3 separate regions of the Mus musculus genome follow, and regions 1 and 3 are each linked to region 2. A link is a contact called in public promoter capture Hi-C data. All regions are on one chromosome and are shown on one strand. Each heading gives the region's core, a stretch centred on a gene start, on an enhancer-like site or on the middle of the called end of the contact. The rest is flanking DNA. Distances are from core to core; before and after follow the strand shown.

What was found. Promoter capture Hi-C pulls out the DNA fragments that hold promoters and counts their contacts. Capture Hi-C pulls out chosen DNA fragments and counts their contacts.
Region 1: a contact with region 2 is called in a promoter capture Hi-C map of pre-B cells, with 4 times the contacts expected there. The contact joins the promoter of Pqbp1 here to the promoter of Clcn5 in region 2. A contact is called at or near these places in 3 of 39 promoter capture datasets (the 3T3-L1 cell line, pre-B cells and stem cell-derived epiblast-like cells) and 1 of 484 Hi-C or Micro-C datasets (the C2C12 cell line).
Region 3: a contact with region 2 is called in a promoter capture Hi-C map of pancreatic islet. The contact joins the promoter of Otud5 here to the promoter of Clcn5 in region 2. A contact is called at or near these places in 2 of 39 promoter capture datasets (the SN4741 cell line and pre-B cells), 1 of 484 Hi-C or Micro-C datasets (embryonic stem cells) and 1 of 9 other capture datasets (pancreatic islet).

Annotation. Positions count from the first base shown.
Region 1 is chrX:7,897,322-7,900,323 of GRCm38.p6, forward strand. It overlaps Pqbp1 (polyglutamine binding protein 1), which reads right to left and starts at 1,679. Exons shown (of 7, transcript NM_019478.4): 1 at 1,450-1,679; 2 at 1,230-1,315. The coding sequence starts at 1,296. It overlaps Timm17b (translocase of inner mitochondrial membrane 17b), which reads left to right and starts at 2,015. Exons shown (of 6, transcript NM_011591.5): 1 at 2,015-2,148. The coding sequence starts at 2,123.
Region 2 is chrX:7,317,982-7,321,019 of GRCm38.p6, forward strand. Clcn5 (chloride channel, voltage-sensitive 5) reads right to left here and starts at 1,377. Exons shown (of 14, transcript NM_001243762.1): 1 at 1,125-1,377.
Region 3 is chrX:7,840,379-7,843,191 of GRCm38.p6, forward strand. It overlaps Otud5 (OTU domain containing 5), which reads left to right and starts at 1,453. Exons shown (of 9, transcript NM_138604.3): 1 at 1,453-2,332. The coding sequence starts at 1,739.

The DNA.
Region 1 (3,002 bases), core at 429-2,928, 580 kb after region 2:
ATTTATTTATTTATTTATTATATGTAAGTACACTGTAGCTGTCTTCAGACACTCCAGAAGAGGACATCAGATCTCATTACAGATGGTTGTGAGCCACCATGTGATTGCTGAGATTTGAACTCAGGACCTTCAGAAGAGCAGTCAGTGCTCTTAACTGCTGAGCCATCTCTCCAGCCCCCAGATCATCTTTTTTGACTGTTAGCATATCATACGTGCCAGGCACTTAGGCAGCCTTAAATAAATGTTAATGGTTATGGTGCCCATCACCCAAGTACCTCTGCTGAGGTAAACATAGAGCATCAGCATCCTGTCACTGTATTTGGCACATAGGAGACTGCAGGATAGATCAGATGCCTTTTTGGACCCTTAATCCTAGCATTAGGAAAGCGGAGACAGGCAGATCTTGATGAATGCAAAGCCAGCCTGATATACAGAATGGGTCCCAGGCCTGCCAGAAGTACAGAATGAGACCATGTCTCAAACATTAATTAGTTAAATACCATGCAGTCATGGGTTTATTTTACTTATTTTCTGATACACACACATATATATACACATATATACATGTGTACATACACACACAGACACATGTATATCTGGCCTAGAATTCAGTATGTAAACCAGGCTGTCTCCTGTGATCCCTTTTACCTGCCCCAGCCATGCTGGGGACTACAGATGAATGCCACCATACTTATGTCTATTTGTTTTTTATTTTTTGAAGACTGGGTCTTGCCAAATTGCCATGTCTGGCCTTGACCTCCTGGACTCAAGCCATGTTTGTAGCTCAGCCTCCTTAGTACCTGAGATATTTGTACCTGCCACCGTGTCCACTTGATTCATGACTTAAATTAAAGCTATCCCTCCAGCCTTACACTTCACACAGCACCCACCAACCACGAAGAAGTAATGAATATCAGAAAAAATTATATTGACAACGAGATGCCTGCCAGGCCATGCAAGATACCAAGTATCAAAACCAAGGTGCCAGTCAAGGAGATATACTTCAATAGAGCGCATCCAAGAGCTCTGGTCTAACCCCAGCAGTACAAGGGGGCGGGGGAAGATGCACACTAGGACGGCAGAAGATGGCAGAGCACTTACTTAGCAAACACCTAGGTTCGACAGGGGCGGGAGGGGGCGGAGAAAAGGGGGAATAAAGAATAGAATAAACAGCAGAACGTCTATTAACACTGGCACATGATAGATGCATCTGCTTTTAGTTTTCTCACCCGGCTCCAGATGTTTGAGGATGCCCCTCTTCGCCAAGCGGGTCTGCAGCGCAACAGGAAGCGGCATAGTGGGTAGCTGACCAGACCTAGAAACAGACAAGACAGTACTGAAGGGCAGATCTGATTAACATTTCAATCTGGATAGCCAGTAACCACGCGTGTGTTCACACACACACACACACACACACACACACACACACACACACACACACACACACACCTACGTAACTGCAACAGTAGCTGGAAGAGAACAAAAATGCGTGCTAAAAGATAAAAGAGATATGTAGCAATATGGCCAGAATTAGGATCAGCAGAACTCTCCGGACCCAGGCACTGGAGACCGGATGGACCAAAGACCCAGTTCCTCTCTAGACCAAGGCTCCACCCATCACCCAAGGGACCAAGTGCCACACACCCGCAACCCAGAAATGGGATCACCCAACGTTCCTCAAAGTCCGCACGGTGGGCGGAACCAAGGCGCTAGGATGGGGGAGATACAATGCCAACGCCATCTCCAGCTTTAAAAGAAAGCTTACACCCCAGCCTTACCAGTACAACTGTGCGATTAGTCAAAGTCTATCTCCTTACCCTCCTCTCCCTCATTGGCACAGTGCTTACCAACACCGAAGGGCTCTTGGTTTAAAGCACAACAGGCTCCTCGACTCTCCCCAGGTGCAATTAACTGGTCGCATCCGACGCTTACATGGAACGGATGTGGCCCTTCTGGCTAGCCAATAAGAGCGCGCCGTTGGCCTTACGTAAGCAGAGAAGAACCAATTGTTCCCTTGGTCTACGTACAGCGCCTCAGAGCTTGTGGGCGTTTCGGAGCGGGAGGGGGACGGGGGGAGTGTCTCGCCCGCGCCACCGACTGCGCCAGGCCGGACTCTGGCGCCATGGAGGAGTACGCTCGCGAACCTTGGTACGGCGATGGGCACAGGCTTCGGGACAGTCCGCGCGACGCTCAGGCGGACAACGGGAGGCGGGCGGGGAAGGCAGGGGCTGCAGTGTCAAGTCCCTGACCCGGGAGGCTCGGAAACTTCACTGCCTCTGCGCATCCGGCATGGCCCCTCCCACTCGGACTTCGTCAAAAAACCGCCACCGTGGAGTGTCCCAGTATGTGCGGTGTGGGACAAACTATCGCACTGTTGCCCTGGCTCTTCTCCTAGACCCCCTTTGTGAGCCAAAAGAGAAACGCTGGGCAGATCCATTCCGGCGGTGAGGGAGGAGAGGCGTGGAGCCAATATCCACAGGGTTTCTTCGTGTCGCTTTTCTCAGGCTGGCTTTTGACATAGGATAGGGCATGTGTGAACTCACTGTGGGCTAAGCCAGATGGCACCTGGCTTTTCCGCACGGTCTTTTGATTTGTCCGATTTAGGTTTTAAAAGGACACAAGGGTTTCTCTGGACGTGCTTTTTGTGTCGAACCGAGTGTCAGTCACCCTGTTTATATTTTACTTAAATAACGTTTGCTAGTTAACACTATTGAAGCCTGACACGACAACTCCCCCCCCCCCCTCCCAGACACGGTTACTCTGTGGTGTAGCCCTGGCTGTCCTGGAACTCACTCTGTAGTCTTGAACTAAGAAATCCTCCTGCCTCTGCCCCCCAAGTTCTGGGATTAAAGGCGTGAACCACCCCTGCCAGGCACATGACAACTCTTACTGATTTTTGATAGTAACAAAAACCATTTTGTTTTTGGCTCCTGGTTCTAGGATTTGAGGGACTCTGTTCTTCAAATCTAGTTTCACGTAGAACTCTCTGAGAATACTGTATT
Region 2 (3,038 bases), core at 127-2,626:
AGTGGGAAAGCTAAAGCCCAAACGCTTAAGGCTAATACTAGTTGGAGAATAGTGTTGGCCCTCTTTAATGACCTCTTTTTCTTTAAAGAACAAAAAGGGTTCGTGTGTGCGCCAGTCCTCAAAACTCCAACAAAGACTGGGCTTTGGATGAGGAGAGGCTCCTGAAATCCAAGAAAAAGAGAGCTTAAACTCTAAGGATGAATTCACCAGGGAAAAGTGCTCCAATGAGTTTACCTGGAACATGGCTCAGTTTAAGTCGACTCCCCATCCCCCTCCTATTTTACTGTTAAGAAGTACTTACTGATCAGCACGTCGTGGAACAAGGGGAAATTTAACAGCTCTGAAATTCAACCCGGGAAATTACTAATACATTTATGAAGTATGTGTAAAGGGGAGTCTCACTGGTTTTTAATGCTTCACCTTCTGGCTTTCCCCTCATTTACTCGGCGCAGCTTCCACTGACGTTATCACAGGGCCACCCGTCCAACTTCAGTCAACTGATTTGTTCTGAAACGTTCATAAAGGTAAAAAGCACGTCAAAGTTAAGCTAAAGCTAAAGCTTTCTTTCCATTACTTGGAAAGGAGCTGGAGCGCGGGGCTCCAACCTCTGGAAGCAGCAGCTTAAGCGCATTGGGCGGCAAAGGGCGAAAACGCACACCAACTTCTTCGCCCAGACCGTCTGGACTGCACTTCGCTAAGAAGCCCTAGAAACCTGTGGCGGGTCCAAAGCAGGAGCAAGCCGAACCTGGCCTCGGCTGCGCTTTCCCAGCGAACGCCGCCCCAGCCCTGTCCTCTGGAGAAGCGACGCGGGCAGCCAAGCTCCCCGCTTTCAAAGCTGGGTGGGCTTGGCGCCGCTTGGCAAGGAAACTTCGATCGGCAGCCTGGGGACCCTGCTCCCCAGAACAGGGCTGGGCTGCCGAGGAGATGCCGCCCCGCTCTGGCAGGAACCAGGCTGTCCACCACCTCCTTCAGTGGCGGCCGGGCAGAGGGAACGCCAGCTCCGGGGACCGCGGTGGCAGGCGAGCGTTCTTCCCTGCTCGCCGTACCGGGGGGCTCCTCGGGTGGGCCGGCGGCCGGTGAGCCGGGAAGGACCTGTTGGGGAAGGGAAGCCCATTTGCCTTTACCTGTCACCGAGGTCCGGCGCGGCGGAGCCCGTGTCCACCGGCGGTGGGCAGCGCGCTCAGTCGGCTCTGGCGTTCCACACGGCGAGTAGAGCTAGCGCCCCACGTAGCCGGCAGAGCTTCATTCACACAGCCCAGCCGGGAGGAGGGGGAGCGGAGCGGGAGCGAGGCTCATGTGACAGGCGCCTTGGAGTATTAGCTCTGCCAAGACGGCGTCTGCGCATGCGCGCCACGGAGGGCCCGCTCCAGGCACCTCGGGCCGGCCAGGGGGGAAAGCGCCACCGAGAAGCAGCAGCTGGGAGGAGCTTCGGCATGCGCAACCGCAATAGGGTAGTCGGGCTTGCAGCCATATTTAATGAGGACTGGGCGGATCCAACCCAAATGCGGGGCGTGTCAGTTGCATTTGGGGGAAAAAAAAAGCAATGCTCCCTTCGGTTTCATTGTTTGCAGATTGCCTACCTTGGTTTTGCTTTTGTCTTTAGAACAAACTGTTTATCCTGAGTATCTTGCCCACAGCGGACATCAGACCACAAATTTAAGCCTCCCTTATGCCAGGCATTGTTCTGGCTAATATACTTTATTCGTTTCATTTAATGCTCACAAGAACTCATGAAGAGTGTGTCATTATCCGTTTTCCCTCATAAAAATACAGAGGCTCAGAAAGGTTACATAGCTTTTCCAATCTCACACTGTAGTAGCAATAAGAATAGTGATCAAATACAGTAGTGCTTGCAGGGGCCAATTTAATCCAACACAGGGAAATCTATACTGCAGTTACTTATAGGTATTATTGCCAATTTAATCATTGTCAAGCGAAAACTCAAGGTGACATATACTTCTAATCCCGATTCTTTGAGGTTGAAGGCAGGAGAATCGATGCGAGGTCATCCTAGGCTATATTGTAAGTTTGAAGGCAGGATGCTGTCTCAAAAACAGACAAACAAAACACAAAATAAAGCTCAGATTCCAACTGAGGTCTCTCTGTCTCCAAAGCCATTCCGAATAATTAGAAGAACTATCCTATCCTTGTGAGGAATGAACAGGTTATACAAATGGAGTGCAGCTATTAATTTATTGCAAGAACTAAGATTGGAATCCACATCATCAACACAAGTAATCTACCTAGAAGCCAAGTATTCAAATTCAAAATCCACTGTAGTAAATAGTATTTTTTTTTCTTGCAACAGGGACTCACTATTTAGCCTTGGATGCCTGAAACTCACCATGTAAACTAAACTGGCCTTGGGATCACAGATACTCAGCTGCTTCTGCCTCCCAAGCGCTGGGATTGTAGACCTGTGCCACACCCGTAGACTTTTTTTTTCTTTGAGAAGTTTATACAAGTATACAATAAACTATAATCTTATACGCTTCCATTTGCTCCCTCCAATTCTCCCCAAGAAATCCATATTTCCCCCAACACCTCCCCTCATAATTTCAAATTTCTTGTGTTAGTAACCCAATAAATCCAGTTAGTGCTGCCCATATTTGCAAGAGTGTGGGACCATTCGACAGACCAGGAAAAACCTACCAGAGGTCACACCCTCAAAGAAGAGCAATTCTCTCTCCCCAGGTGGGAAGCTATCAACTACCAATGGAATCTCAGTAAGAAATAGAGTCTGGATATCACCTCTCCCATCTCTGTAGGAATGTTGGTGGCTTGGTCTTGTTCAGGAGTCAGTGACCTTGTGGACAAAGGACAGTCTTTTACAGCACTCCTGTGCATCCTCCAGCTCCTGCATTCTTTCAATCTCCTCTTCTAAGATGGCCCTTAGGCCTAATTGGGGGTGGGGGTAGGGTTGAGAATTCTGTCATTTAGACTTCGGGCTGAGCACTCAGTCTCTTCTCAGAACTTTGGCCAGTTGTGAGTTTCTGTGTTTCATGGCAAAAAGAAGCTCCTCAGACCAAAGTTGAGAA
Region 3 (2,813 bases), core at 203-2,702, 520 kb after region 2:
ATCTTACTCTTAACTATACTCTTAACTACTGAGCCGTTTCTCAAGCCCCTGGCTTTAAGCTCTTGCTCCTACTGCCTGAGCCTCCAGAGCCATGATAATACTAGTTTTGATATTGCACTTTTGTTATGTAATCTCAAAAGAGACAATGATTTGTACAAAGTCAATAGTTCATAATGATCCACGTGTGCCTAGAACTGATGTTTTCCTTATAAGGAATCAACGTCCAGGATTTTTCTGCACTACCACAGGTTCTAACTTATATAGCACTTACTGTGTACAATGCACAGAACCCGGCCATTTATTGGCTTTCATTTCTACCACATAGAAATTATTGCTGCTGGGTGGTGGTTTAATCCCAGCACTCAGGAGACAGAGGCAAGAGGATCTCTCTGAGTTGAAGCCAGCCTGGTCTACAGAGTGAGTTCCAGGACAGCCAGGGCTACACAGAGAAACCTTTTCTCGAAAAAACTAAATAAAAAAAAAAAAGAAAGAAAGAAAAGTTATCGCTAATCTATAGAGAAGTAGAAATAGAGACTAGATTGGGTGTGAACTGACTTGTTCCAAACACTCAGACATTAAGGGCCAAGATAGTATTAGCGTTTTAGCTGCTCAATATCAAGGAGTTTGCCAACACCACTGGGTGACACTAGCTGCTGACAGTCTTGTTTCGTAAATATTCTCTTTTCCTGAGTAAACTTTTGTTTTGTTTTGTTTTGGTGGTAGGGGGGGTGAAAAGCCTGTACCGAGCCTGCGCAATAGACAGACGCTAGAGGTGAACGTGAGGGTAAGAGGGCGGAGGTGACAGAGAAGGCGTGTTTTTCCGCCAAACACTATCAGTACGGTGCACGTCTGTCTATCGGTTGGCCCATCTGAAGTGATGGACAGCTTCGTGGAACTAATCACCGCAAGATTACGACTGTTGCCAGGGTGAAGTAGGACCCACCCTCTTGGGTTGGCGGATGGGAGGAACAGGAAGTGACGCCAGAGGGGACGCTGTGCTCTGGGAATGTTGATGTTTTCCAGTGAGTGTAACTGAGTTCCAGATGGAATCCTTGGAGAGCCGAGTCTTACTGTATATAGTAAGACAGACCGCTCTGTTTATGCACAGTGCCGACGCCTCTGAGCTCAAACCTCGGGGAAAGTAAAGCATAGACTGGGAGCCGAAAGGAGAAGCTGGGAAGAAGGCTGCCGACTTTGAAATTCGAGGCGGAGGACTTGAGAACGAGCGCTCAACCCGGATTGGCCAGTGGGTGTCGTCAAGGCTTTACGCGCCTCTTCAATTGGCTGGTGTCTGCAGTCGTCCCGGCGGGCGAGCCTTTTGCCCACGTACTTCCGTGCAGGGGGCGGGGCTGCGTCCTGTTGTGCATGCGCACAACCAGGAAGCCCCACCCGGTAGTTGAGGAACCTGCGGAGGGGCGGGGCGAAGCGGTGCTTGTTTTGGTTGTGTTTCCTCTGAAGCCGAATCCCGGAACCAGGTAGCAGAGAGCTCGGCCGGCCTTGGAGGGAGACAAGGCTGCGACCAATCCGTCTCCGTACCGTCCCACTGGACTTCACATCCGGGATCTCCTCCTGGGCGTGACCCGCGTCCCGTCTGCGGTCCTCGAACCGGTGTCCTGATCTCTTTATCCAGGCCTTGCTGTTCCCGTCGTGCCTCGCGCACGACCGTAGCCCCCTCATCCGGGTTCTCTCCCGGCGTTCTCCGCGTTTGCTTTGCTGTGGGGTACTTGGCGGTGCCGCCATGACTATTCTCCCCAAAAAGAAGCCGCCACCTCCCGACGCCGACCCGGCCAACGAACCGCCGCCGCCCGGGCCGCTGCCCCCGGCGCCTCGGCGCGGTGCGGGTGTAGGCGTGGGTGGCGGCGGCACGGGTGTGGGCGGAGGAGAGCGCGACCGTGACTCCGGCGTCGTGGGGGCCCGTCCCCGGGCTTCGCCGCCACCTCAGGGCCCGCTCCCGGGGCCGCCTGGTGCTCTTCATCGTTGGGCACTGGCCGTGCCGCCTGGCGCAGTCGCGGGCCCTCGGCCACAGCAGGCTTCTCCACCTCCTTGTGGGGGCCCCGGTGGCCCCGGCGGCGGTCCTGGTGACGCTCTTGGTGCGACAACTGCGGGGGTGGGCGCGGCAGGGGTGGTGGTGGGCGTGGGTGGTACCGTGGGCGTGGGCGGCTGCTGCTCGGGGCCCGGGCACAGCAAGCGGCGGCGTCAAGCTCCCGGCGTTGGCGCAGTTGGCGGGGCCAGTCCGGAACGTGAAGAGGTCGGAGCGGGCTACAACAGTGAAGACGAGTATGAAGCTGCCGCAGCGCGAATCGAGGCCATGGATCCCGCCACTGTAGAACAGGTAAGGGCTGGAAGGTGAGGGGCTGTTGGGCAGAAACAGCGAGTGAGTCTACCAGGCTGAGAAGGAGCGCAAGAAAATGTTTGAGATTGGTCCAAGAAACCCAGGTCTTGATGCTGGGCTTGACATTCTTTCCTGGTGGTGGAGGCATGGCTTCCCCCGAGGACTTGATAGGGGCTCTAAGTTAAGTAAGTTAAAGTACTCTTTTGCAGTCCTGAGATCTTCTCTAAGTGACTGGCATTGGGAATTCCCCAGGAGTCGCAGATACGATGGAGCCCTTCCTTAGAGGAAGCTCTCAGGCCTCTCTAAGGGACTTTGGTTCAGTAACTTTTTCCTTTAGGACAAGTGTGAGATTCCCTCCCGCAAAGAACTCGAATTAAGGTGGTGTCCTCAGAGAAATAGTCTAAGCATACCCAAGAAACTTAAACCCTTGATGTAGGAAGGACCTCTCTCTTTTGCTGAGTCTGCTCACCAGCCATGTGGC